Regions from separate parts of the Danio rerio genome. Here region 2 is linked to region 1. Evidence: chromatin contacts called from public Hi-C data. All regions are on one chromosome and are shown on one strand. The core of a region is the stretch at or near the end of the contact, and the rest is flanking DNA. Distances in the headings are between cores, read along the strand shown.

What was found. Hi-C and Micro-C count contacts between places; a contact is called where the count stands out from the background.
Region 2: a contact with region 1 is called in a Hi-C map of hematopoietic stem cells, with 4 times the contacts expected there. The contact joins the promoter of cs here to the promoter of si:ch211-210c8.6 in region 1. A contact is called at or near these places in 6 of 18 Hi-C or Micro-C datasets (caudal fin, embryo, hematopoietic stem cells and 2 more) and 1 of 4 datasets of contacts at active chromatin or transcription factors (caudal fin).

Annotation. Positions count from the first base shown.
Region 1 is chr23:36,707,683-36,714,255 of GRCz12tu, forward strand. It overlaps si:ch211-210c8.6, which reads left to right and starts at 3,413. Exons shown (of 5, transcript XM_021470018.3): 1 at 3,413-3,566; 2 at 4,692-4,797; 3 at 5,101-5,207. The coding sequence starts at 3,455. bin2a (bridging integrator 2a) reads right to left here and starts at 4,468. Exons shown (of 14, transcript NM_001007421.1): 1 at 4,379-4,468; 2 at 1,147-1,296. The coding sequence starts at 1,239.
Region 2 is chr23:36,864,361-36,870,933 of GRCz12tu, forward strand. It overlaps cs (citrate synthase), which reads left to right and starts at 2,396. Exons shown (of 11, transcript NM_199598.1): 1 at 2,396-2,550. The coding sequence starts at 2,500.

The DNA of each region.
Region 1 (6,573 bases), core at 2,163-4,662:
TGTACACATCAGTCTCTGGACTTGCTGCATCACAAATACCAAAAACTGTAATAAACTATAAAAAAATGTATCACTTTCTGGCCATCAGATATAAGGCATGGATATGGATATATATATATGTTGTGATCATGATTTTCGAAAGTATTTCATCGCTTTGTAAATGTTTATTATTACCATTTGATGAATTTCCCCATACAGTCTAATAGAGAGCTTAGACCTGGAAGCCGATTCACTTCACGTCACACTTAACAAGCAGATAGCTACGTAACAGGACTGCCTAATATCACTGCATCTGTTGCACCCATGAATTCAACTTTTCATTTTCAATTGGTCATGGTACATGCTGTAACTGCAGAAGAATCAAGCTTCAAATAGGAAAATCATTAAAACTCTTTGTAAACATTTTTAGCAAGATGCTAATGGTCTAATCCGATTCAATGATCTATGCCAAGCTAAGCTAAAAATGTTCCCGCCAGACCCGGAGATCTGCTGAATAAATTCAAAAGTGGTTAAACTCATCTGTTTGACTCTTATGGAGCTGTAAAATAAACTTATTTCCAAAAAGAAAAAAGGTGTGTTGCTTTAAGTGGTAAAGGAAGCTGAATGTTAACTTTGGCTTTAACTAGGAAACATCAACACATAATATAATTGCACCTGCTGCAGCCATAGATTCAACTTTTCATTTTCCATTGGTCCTGGTACATGATGTAACTACAGAGGAGTCAAGTTGTAAACAGGAAAACGATTCACTCTTTTTAAACATTTTGAGTAAGATGCTAATGGTCTAATTCAATTCAATGATCAATCCTAAGCTAAGCTAATAATGTTCCCGCTAAACCCAGAGATCGGGTTTAAATTAAGAAATAAATAAATTAAAAAGTGGTAAAACGCAACTATTTAACTGTAGTGGAGCTTTAAAATTAGCTTTTATCAAAAAATAAGTGCAGTGTTCCTTTAAGCAGAGAAGGAAGCTGAATGTTTACTTTGGCTCTTGCCAATGGATTAGATAAAGCAACTTTGGTCAGCTACTCCCATGCCACGTGACTGAATTGATTATTGGATCAAAAATAAAAATCACACAAAACAACAATTATTATTATTTTTAATTGCAAATCACATTGGTGTTTTATGATTCAAGTGCTGTACCTTCTCCTGTGCTCTGTTGAACTGTTTCTGCACTCGTTTAGCGAGCACGTTGGCACCTCCTTTCGAGCTGATGCTGGCCTTGCTCTCTGCCATGTTCTTCACTTGCGCTGTCCTTGAATAACGATAGCCCTTTAAATCATACGGTCGAGCCTTAGAGAAGAATAGGAACTTTTTAGAGCAAAAGACTGTTGACTTGGACACTTTACCTTGTCTGTATTCTGTCTGAGCCCATACACACCTTTCTTGGCTTCTTCTTCTCTACAGTCATAAACCTCTTATCTTTTCAGGTCATAACTTAAACATTGTGGCGGCTCTTTAGTCACAATTTATTGCAATTCCCTATTTGATGCAAGGGCCTACTTATTGATAATGCTTTCTATACACTCCTGATGAAAGTCTTGTCGTTGATCCCAGTGGTAAAAGTACCAAATAATAACTTGACTTCTAGTTGATCATTTGGTATCAGAAGTGGCTGAAAGGCCTCTAGATTATGCTTATTTTACCGAAATGAAATAAGATAATGCCTTGATTTGCTCTTGCAGGAGATTATCAATATTCTTTGGATTCTTCTTCAATGCCTCCTCCATCTTACTGCAGACATGCTCAAAAATGTTCATGTTTGGTGACTGGGCTGGCCAATCCTGGAGCACCTTGACCTTCTTTGCTTTCTGGAACTTTGATGTGGAGGCTGAAGAATGAGAAGTTGCGCTATCCTGCTGAAGAATTTCAGCGCCCCATACTGAATGTAACCCTAAACCATGATTTTTCCTTCACCAAACTTGACTGATTTTTGTGAGAATCTTGGATCCATGCGGGTTCCAATAGGTCTTCTGCAGTATTTGTGTTGATTGAGATGTAGTTCATCAGATGACTCATCAGAAAAATCTACTGTATTTCACTTTTTCAAATGATCAACTAGAAGTCAAGTTATTATTTGTTGCTCTTAAAACTGGGATCGATGACAAGACTTTTATATCAGGTAGTATATTGTATTATATTATATTACAGCTATGGGGAAAAGAATCTAGAGACCACTGGAAAACTTAACATGTTATATTCATTTATTTTTTTCTAGGAAGGTCTGAAAATATTTCTCCCAAATATCAAATTAAAAAACATGGTAATTTTGTCAGAATAACAAATATTTTCATTGATTATGTCTGAAAATCAGGATTATTATTATCAATACATATTTGAAGGCTTGAACATTGGTATTGTGTTGTCTAAAAATTCATATTATAATCTTTATCATTGTTTATTTTTGTAAATATAAATTTACTGTTTTGTTTTGTTATTTGATGCAGTAAATGACATTATTTGTATTTTAAATTTGAAAAAAAACGTCATCAGCATTATTGCTGTAACTGAATATTATGTAAGAAGTAACTAAAGACGAACACTGAATTATTAGAAATTACTACACATTATAGGTGGCCATGATGAAAAAGTTACTACTCACGCTCCTGTGTGGGGTACTAGTTTCTTATGCTTCTCATTTAGAGCCTTTTATTTTGACTTTTGTAGGCTGTAAAATAATTATGAATCAATCAGTGTAGTAATGTGTATCTCTAATGCAGTCAAAACCTGCCTTGCACTACTTTAGCTGTTTATTTCCCTGAAAATAATTGCACGCAGAATCAAGCATTCAACAGCATAGTTTAGTATGAATAATCACTCACTCACTGACCATTCGGCTAATTCACAATTTGGATAATTCACTTTACCATTATATATTATATTATATTATATTATGTTATATTAAAGGTACTAAGCCGAAAAGAAAATGAATAAATACATATTATATTATACATTTTCCCAACCCCTTGTACTGTATGGTTGTCATGCAGCTAGAGTCATCTAATATTATATTGCATAATAATTTTGTTTAATTATGTTTTTTATATTTGTTTTCAAAACATAAGAATCTGCACCATTTTTACTCTTTTTAAGTCATGAAGTTGCTTTGAAAAGGCCTGTATGGTAAAGTACACTATACAAATAAGAAATTACATATGCAAAACACATGCATATCAAACTTGTTATTCTATTATGTATCATATAAGTGTACATTTTTCCATCTATTGTTTAAAATAGATTTTCTATTCAATTAGCACTTACAAACACAAAATATATATTACAAATATTTACAAACTACAACTCCCATAAGCCCCAGTTAATCCACTGGCCACTCCTCCTCAAAACTGAGTGTTATGAACTTTGCTCTGCTGTCGTTTCCTCATATATTCTAGCAGAAGTTTGTATGATTGAACTCAAGTTTGTGACACTGCTGCTTCAGGACCTTCCGGAAATGATCATGGGAAGCACGTTGGCGAAGTGTGCAGCCACAGACCTGGCCATTCAGTGGGTCGGGTGGGCACTTGCCTGCTCTTTCAAAACGGAGAAGTTTTACGACTTGGCAGGTAAATGATTAATCCAAAAGGCGCAGTCATCATAGGATAATGATATATTAATATTACCTTCCTTGCGTTCGTCAGCTTTACGTTATCTATTTATGCATTAGCGTATACATAACCCTATGGTTTTTCGCTTTAAGGTTAATAAGCGTTGTGTTTTTGTCGCCTAGCCACCCACAGAACGGTTGTATTGTAATTAAATCAGAAAAAATTTAGTTGTTATCAAAAAGTATTACGAGACGGCGGTTATCTAAACTACATTAACGTGTTGTGAAACAACCATAAATACGCCCACAACACAGCTTAACGAACTGCACGAGTTTTCCCGCCCATCGTTTAACAAGCCAATCAGATCATGTCCTCTGAGCCCTAGCCGCCGTGTGATTGGCCAATCTTTAGAAAAGGCACTGTCAATCACACAGCTAGAGGCGGGAGGTGTAGGGGAAAAACGAAAGACTGTTACCTAGTAATGACTGAATGAGTAAAGACTGATGTTTTATATAAATCACTACGAGCAAAATTAGGAATAATATCTCTTTTCCGTCTAAACATATGCTCAGACATCAAATATCTAATATTTCATCAGATAAACAATTTAAACCAACTCAAATATCCTTTTTAAAATACATAATTCTGTATATTATGGTATACGTTACATAGATATCTTAATACAGCAAATAGGAAACATTTTTACAGTTATTTTGGTTAGTATGTTATGCCTAGCATGTTCATATATTATGAACATAAATGTATCATGACAAGTGTAATGCAAATTCCTATCTCCCACATTTAAGTTAAACAAGACCCAAATTACTCACCCCTCAGCATCCAATTTGCATTTCTCTTCAATGAAGCACAAATATTATCCAATCATTTCAGTCTCTCAAACTCAGCTCCCTTGAGTAAATCCTAACTTCTACACACTCGCTCTCTTTCTCTCTGAGAAATGTGCTCTTGAGAATCCTTGAACTTTGCTACCAATTGTCTCTTGGTTCATTGGTAAAATATTCAGTGAACACGCCTCACTTTTAAAATGGACGGACACAGGTGACTGGCTGCTCTGCCCATATCTGGAAGGATATTGAACGCCTTATCATATTAAGTACTACATAATTTTGTTGTTGTGTATAGGATCTGGTACCTTCATATTGCTGGCTCACCTCAGTCGTGTATGGGGCGGAAGTGGACACCTTAGACAGAATGTACAAACTGGACTTGTCACTGCATGGGGATTGAGGTAAGAGATAGATAGATAGATAGATAGATAGATAGATAGATAGATAGATAGATAGATAGATAGATAGATAGATAGATAGATAGATAGATAGATAGATAGATAGATAGATAGATAGATAGATAGATAGATAGAGAGAGAAAGAGTGATTAGTAATGTAAAAGACAGGACTGTTTATTGGCGTCTTGCTGCTTTAAACAGCATTAATAAAAGTGAAGTCAGTCCAGCTTCATGTTGTATTAATGTATCCATTAAGGTCTGGTTAATAAGTCAATAAGTAACAGATTGGGCCTTGTGCTGCTGCAGGCTCGGGACATTTCTCTTTCTTAGAATCCTAAAGGAAGGACAAGACCGGAGGTTTAACAATGTCAGAGACAGCCCTGGGACATTCTTTGTTTACTGGACCATGCAAGGTATTTCAACTACTGCTATTGATTATTTGTATAGTTACTGTTAATTGATTACTGCAGCAAGCCAGACCCTATGCATGAGATCAAAACAGTACCACAACAAAAGACTATTAGGAATTAAGAATACATGCATTATGCATACATAAGAATTCATTTGTTTTTGACTTATTCTCACTCACTTTCCTTTTGCTTACTGGCAATTTATATGCATTTTATACAGTTCTATTCAGTATCACAAAGGTCAAACATCCAATAGTCTATTCTAGTAATCACACTCAAAGAAATATTTTTGCTGCTTGTTCAAGCTACTTATTTAAATTGAGCTCAAAAAAGTTTTTGAGGTTTTTTAGGGACAACTTAATTGTTTCATGTTCAATCAACTTAAAATTGTAAATTAATTGTAAAGTTAATTTGGTAGATTTGAGTTTAGACAAGATTAAGGAACTGTGTGGAACCCATCATTTTTTACAGTGCACATACCCTACATATGGAATAAAAAATTTTTTGGTACTGTTCTCAATCTATTCAAATGATAATACTCTGCTATACAAATTGTTGTTAACTTATTAAACAATATACAGCTGAAGTCAGAATTATTAGCCCCCTTTGAATTCTATTTATATTTTTTATATTTCCCAAATTATGTTTAACAGTGCAAGGAAATTTTTACAGTATGTCTGATAATAATTTTTCTTCTGGGGAAAGTCTTATTTGTTGTATAACAGCTAGAATAAAGGCAAATTTGAATTTTAATGTCAAAATGATTAGCCCCTTTAAGCTATTTTTTTTTTCGATAGTCTACAGAACAAACCATCGTTATACAAAAACTTGCCTAATTACCCTAACCTGCCTATTTAACCTAATTAAGCCTTTAAATGTCACTTTAAGCTGTATAGAAGTGTCATAAAATATCTAGTAAAATATTATTTACCGTCATCATGGCAAAGATAATTTCCCAGAGATGGGAAGGGCATCCGCTGCGTAAAAACTTGCTGGATAAGTTGGCGGTTCATTCCGCTGTGGCAACCCCAGATTAATAAAGGGACCAAGCCGACAAGAAAATGAATGAATGGCAAAGATAAAATAAATCTGTTATTAGAGATGAGTTATTAAAAGTATTTTGTTTAGAAATGTGTTGAAAAAATTTCTCCATTTAACAGAAATAGGGGGAAAAATAAACGGGGGCTAATAATTCTGATTTCAACTGTATATTATTGTTATTTTATAAAACAGTAAAAATCAAAATTTCCAATTTTTTTTTATTCAATATTCTATTTCATTCCATATGGTTTTATTATTCTGTTTCAGTATTCTATTAATTATACACAGATATTCTATTTTGTTTTATCACATAACAATCAAGTATACA
Region 2 (6,573 bases), core at 1,146-3,645, 160 kb after region 1:
TTTCGGATGCCTCCTAGACGCCTACCTAGGGAGGTGTTCAAGGCATGTCCCACCTGAAGGAGGCCTCGGGGAAGACCTAGGTCATGCTGGAGGGACTATGTTTCTCGGCTGGCCTGAGAACGCCTCAGGATCTCCCCGGAGGAGCTGGAGGAGTGTCTGGGGAGAGGGAAGTCTAGGGTTCTCTCCTAATACAGCTACCTTCACGACCCAGCCTCGGAAAAGCGGATGAAAATGAATGACGTACTAAAATATTGATTGAATTTTAAAAATGTATTTAAAAAAGTTTATGGTCAAAATAGCCCACCACAAACAAAAGCGTCTCTGTTTCATCATAACTTTTAGCATCACCAAATTCAACAGTAACTCCTTCCAGGAGACATTATCTTTATTCACAGCACTAATCTGATGTTTTCTTGCTCTCTTTTGATTGGCAGGGTGTAATTGGCCCTGATAATTGGCTAATAAGGCACTTTATGTGATAATGCATGTAATTAAAAGTTGACCAATACCAATTATTAACAGATACATTGTTGCAATCTCTATTAATAATGAGTAGAAAATCAGTGTATTACAAAGATTTCAGATCATGTGACACTGAAGACTGAAGGAATGATTCTGAAAATTTAGGGATTAATGACATTTTAAAATATTGTAAAATAGATTAAATATCAGTGGTTAGCACTGTCACCTCACAGTAAGAAGGTCACTGGTTCGAGTTCCAGCTGGGTCAATTATGTGTGGAGTTTGCATGTTTACCCCATGTTGGCGTGGGTTTCCGTCCGGGTGCTCCAGTTTCCCCCACACACCAACGACATGCACTATAGGTGAATTGAATAAATTAAATTGGCTGTGAGTGTGAATAGGTGTGTATGAATGTTTCCCAGTACTGGGTTGCAGCTGAAAGGACATCCTCTGTGTAAAATTCATGCTGGATACGTTGGCGGTTCATTTCTCTGTGGTGACACCTAATAAATAAAGGGACGAAGGAAAATAAATTAAAGAGATTGAATAGTTAAAATAACAGTGTTTGATATTCCACTGTATATTTAATCATATAAATTCAGGCCAGAATATGAAATGTCCTTTAAAAACCAAACCAAACAAACAAACAAAAAATCTGGTCAACTTTATTTTAAGGTACAATTCTCTTTATTAACAAACTATTACATGTGAATTTTAAATCAATTAACTTAATTTAATGCTTATTAATAGTAAGGTAGTAGTTGGGTTTAGATATCAAATCAAATCACATTTACTGTCACATCATCAGCAGCACGTGTGCTATGATGAGTGAAAAGCTTAGGTGCTGGCTCCAGACAGTACATATTTGGTAGGATTAGGGATGTAGAACAAGAGCACACTTTATTAATACCAATAAACAGCCAATATCTTAATATTAGGCAGATAATAAGCCAGTTGTCAATAGTGGAATTGCTAATTAAACTGAAGTGTTACCAAAAATCTTACTGACACCAAACTTTTGAGCATTAGTGTAAAATATATATGCCGGTTTAACCCAGAAGTTCACCAGCTCATTTTTAAACATCAGAAAACTGAATATAAGAATGATTATAAGAAAACATCAGAGAAAATGGCAATAAAACTATTACAAATAGTTTAAAACTGATCAAACACGAGATATGGGTTGTTCCTCCTGCCTTCAGCTTTTCCCCATTCACTGGTGGAATTTTTATGTCATTATTGAACTTATATTTTATGACCTTCATGTGTTGCTGAAATGTATATGTAGAAACCTTGTAAGTTCTGTGTGTTGACATTGTGATGCAAGTTAAACAAACCCCAGAATGTTCTGTTGTGCTGTAGGTCCAAGGAAAAATCCTTCCTACTGGAGCCATGACAATGTTACAGGCAGCATGAAGTCTCAAACGAACGTCCTTGAGCCTCTGTAACTATATATTTGTATATAACGACCCTTTTCCCAATAAAAGTATGAAATCTTTGTGTACATGGCAGTCTCGGATCTTTTTAGGATGGAGCACAAATCTGATATTGAGGGGAATTCAGTAATATATTGAAGGTTGATCATTTTAAAGTCTCACATTTATGATGTGTCGACATATTCGGTATTTTTAAAACGATTTAACGTGATCTTACACTTACAAAGTTAACCAAAATACTTAATAAAAAAAACACGTGACTGCATGAGCATATCTGTCATTCTATTTCTAGACAGGCAGTTAAAAAACCTACAATCCACCATGTACTTATGAATAATTAAGCTACGTTCCATTCGTGAGCCAATCAAATCAAAAAGCGATGAGAGTCTCAACCAATCACGTTATTTTTTCTAGTTTTCAACCAATCACATCACGCGATCGCGTTCCATCCTCACCAGGCCCTATCTTACCCAAACCGCGCCTACAACAGGGCCCGAGTCCCTTTTTCAACCTTCACTGCGAGCACGGTAGCGAGAGGGGCACCTTCAAGCAGGGGTCGATAAATAACCACTTGTAAAATTTATACACATATACAAGAACAATGTCCTTCCTCTCTATCAGCAGACTAGCCCCAAGGCTCCTCAGTTCAAAGGTAGGAAAGTTTTATTTTAACTTGAGTCTAAAAAACACTGACTGCTAACGTTTCCCGGTTAGCCTAGCGTAGCATAGATTACCTTAGTAACTGACTCTCAGTGTGGTACGCTCGATATTATTAAACCGTATGTAACGTATTCGTTCGGTTATTTACGTGTAAAACGGTGTGTTCATGCATTTGTGTCTATATAACTCTTTATGTATATGATAAAGTCGGCGAATGTGTTTTAAAACATCTGCTAACCAGACATGGGCAGCATGTATAAACCTCATAGTCGCTCAATTTCTATGCCAAACATTTACATTTTGTTTTTAACCTCATGAAACCCACTGTAGACATGCTATATGTATAGTAAACTGGGTAAATCTGGAGACACTTTAAGAATAATGTTACGTTTTACTTTGAGAATGGTGTAACGTAATTGAGCTCTATGGAGGTGCATACATGACAAAGAACTGTAAAAATGTAGATATTGGGTGTCTGATATTCATACGACTCCTATCTGAAGTCCAGCTGCATGGTTGGCGTCCTTTCACATGGCACTAACTAATTTTAACCAGTTTTTCAGTTGTGATAATGTAAATAAATTTGACCGGTCAGTTTGACATCTGGACCAGTTTAAACTGACAAGTCAGACCTTTTGTTGGTCTCTGTGTCTGATTTGACCTTCAGAATAGGATCTATTAATAATTTTCAAGCTTTAGTAGTTTTTGGATGTGCTAGGTCATTGCAAATACACCATTGTGCTGTATTTTAGCAATAAGTGTAATCCTGTGTTTTCAATGAATCTGTAATCTAATCCTTACTTTTGCATTGCAAAAACACTCCTCAATAGTAAAACCTCATTTGAAGTTTCGGAAATGGTTTCGTAACATGAAAATGTTTTCCTAAATTGTGAAAGGTTTTTATTTTTTAGTGACATCCCAGCAAACAGTTTTGCATTTAATAGATGTCTAAGACATCTAATTGTAGACAGCTTGGCTAAGACGAGGCTAAACTTGGGCTTTCAGTGAAAATCTAATAGAGATCTAAGAATAGCCCAAAACTAGACTAGTTGTCAAATAGACAGATTAGACAGACTTTGTGTAGTCATTCATTTCTGTTTATTTGATGACTAGTCTAATTTTGACCTATACTTAGACCTAATTTAGACTTGTTTTAGCCAAGTCGACTATGTTTAGACATCTATTAGACATCTTTCAAAAACAAAAAAAAAGCTTGCTGGGATTGTAATCTTTAACATTTAGTGATTTCTGTGGCTACGAGCTATACAAGTTTGCTTTATAAACGCCTTCAGCAACTTGTGTGACTGCTGATGATGTTGAACATCTGACTTGTACGTTATGATGAGCACAAATGAGTGCAAGTAGTGTCAAAGGGCACTTATCAACCATATAAACCTGTACTTTAATCATATACTGTCTCCGTTGTCCTCTCATAACACTTATACAGTCATCATAGTTTTTGCTGTAGAGATAAACCCCACGCCACTCTGTCTGAATGACTACAGTAATATAGGTTACTGTGCTCTTGGGTTAATGCTCCGTTCACACCCCTAGATGACCTTTGCACACCATAGAGTTTTCTGCCTTTTTTAGACTTATGTAATCCGCTGATTATCTGTCCATATGATGGCAGAGTCAGATTTTTGTACCATAAATCCTAATGTTACTTTTTTTTGGTTCACATCTAGTAGTCTGCTTTGTAAGGGTTTAAAGTAAATAAACTTAAAGGATGCTGCATAGATTTTTTTTCTTGAATATATGAATAGATTTTTACATGTAGTGTTTTTAAAGATTCGTTTCCGATAAAGCATTCAAATGGCGGACGGCCTCACCCAACACGTCTGACCAGTCTGACACAGCTGTCCACCTGTCATCTGCGAAAAAAATGATGTTTTCCTTTAAACAACGCAGGGACAAGCTTTGGAAACCATTAGAGCATTGCCTGACAATCATACACTTTCTTTTCCTAAAGGAAAAGCTCACAGAAAGTCTTTGTCTGCAGTCTGCAGTAATGCAACTTTGTCTGCAGTAATTCCTCCATATCGTATTTTCAGGAGCCTCTGCTAACCTGCCGACTCTTGTGTCTGTTCTGCATGTAGGCTTGTTACGTGGATTAGGATGCAGCAGAAATAAGTCAAAGGTCATCATAGTTGGCGTTAGGTTTCCTAGCTGACTAGTAGCCTGTGTGTGCGTCTTAGTTGTGATGGTGTCTGTAATTATCTTACTGCTGTTTTCAAGGTCAATGTTTCATACTGTAGCATGGGCGGTTCTCCAAGTAGATTGACATGTAGTAGCTTTTTCAGGATGGACAGTAAAACTTAAAAGCTGATTATTTTGTTGGGGTAAATGATACGATTTGACATGATAATGTTTCTCATCTTATTTACAACTAAAAGGCAAACGTTTGAAAATGTAGAAATATTAATATAATTAATATCCCACACTTGATTAAGCACAATAGGAGCCAAAACCTTTAGCTCCGCAGCTTCTCGACTATGGAACTCACTTCCCTTGGACCTAAGGATTTTTTTCTCATGTTTTATCATGTTATTTTATACTCGCAATGTGTTTGTACTTGCAACTCCTTACATGTATTTAAAATTTATTTGGCAATTTTTAAGTCATTGTTTTAATTTGTCCTGGTATGGCTGTTGATCCTTGTTGTAAGGTGGCCTTGGGTGTCCAGAAAGGCTCCATTTACAAATAAAATGTATTATTATTATTATTAAAGTGTTAACTTGTATTTTCAATATTTCGATTTTCTCACGATGCTGTTATATACTTTATATTTTTTTGTCTGCTTTCCCATAATGATGTGTAATATTGCGCTCGTATAAATTATGAAAAAGCTTTACCGTAAACAATTTAATTTGTGACCCCACAAAATAAATGATAGAGCGTAATATGAAACGGTAGCCTTTTTATTTTATCCTTAAAATATACACAGGGTGATTCAAAAACAATACCACAAATCTTTATTTAATTAAAGAAACATAATGTAACCTTGGGTAATTAGTCAAGTGAAGAGTACTTAGCAAAGTTTTTTTTCAATAGAAAACAAGTTAATAGATGTTCAGTACAATCCCCTTTAGCCACTCTAGAGACATCAACCCGAAAGTTGTAATGTTCTTTTTAAATTGCTTTGTATTGTCATATTGCACAGCCCTACCTAAGCCATATTCATTTTCCAGAGAATCACACAGACCTAGGCTTCATTTACACCTGCTTTTAATAGGGTTGAGAATCATTTGGATTTTTATGATGCCAAATAGATATTATTAAAATTGTACCAGTGCCTAGTACGGATTTCAAAAGTGTTGACTTCGGTACCAATCATAAATACTTTCCAATAAAGTCCATTTCCCACTAACATTTGTGCTCTGTTGAACAGGTTTCTAAACACTGCTAATTGGCTGTTTTTTACATGCTCAACAGACATATATGTGATTGGAAACACCAAGCCAATGGTTGGCCGTCGCGCTTCGTCGGTCTGTTGGTCAGGCTAGTTGGTTTGGTGTGTTCCACACATCTCTTCTTGTCGGGTTAATGTCGAAGCTCATTGGCTCAATTCAGTGTATAGAATCTGTTTAGGGTGAAGAGAGTGACAATTACTGTGATAATTACACAAAAAACTGCTTTGTTTACGCATTGTCTCTGCATGTCAGAAGTTCATTTTCCTTTGCGTAACGAGAAAACTTTTGCGTTTTGTTGGTGCTAGATGCTTGCCGTCAACTTGGTGTGTTCCGGTCCTGAACATATTTAAACATATTTAGAGCTCAAGCCATGTCCATTGTACAGAGAACTTGCTACAAATTTAGTAAAATGCTGTAAAAATCCACAAACTATTTCAAAGAAATGATGCAAGTCTAAGTATTCAATTTGAAGTACATTAAAATGTATGCATTCACCTCTGTGATGATTATGTGAAATGCATAGATTTTGGCATGTCTGGAAGTATTCAGTTATTACAGTACAGAGGTTTATGTAATCATGCTCTGATGCACTCACACCAGGT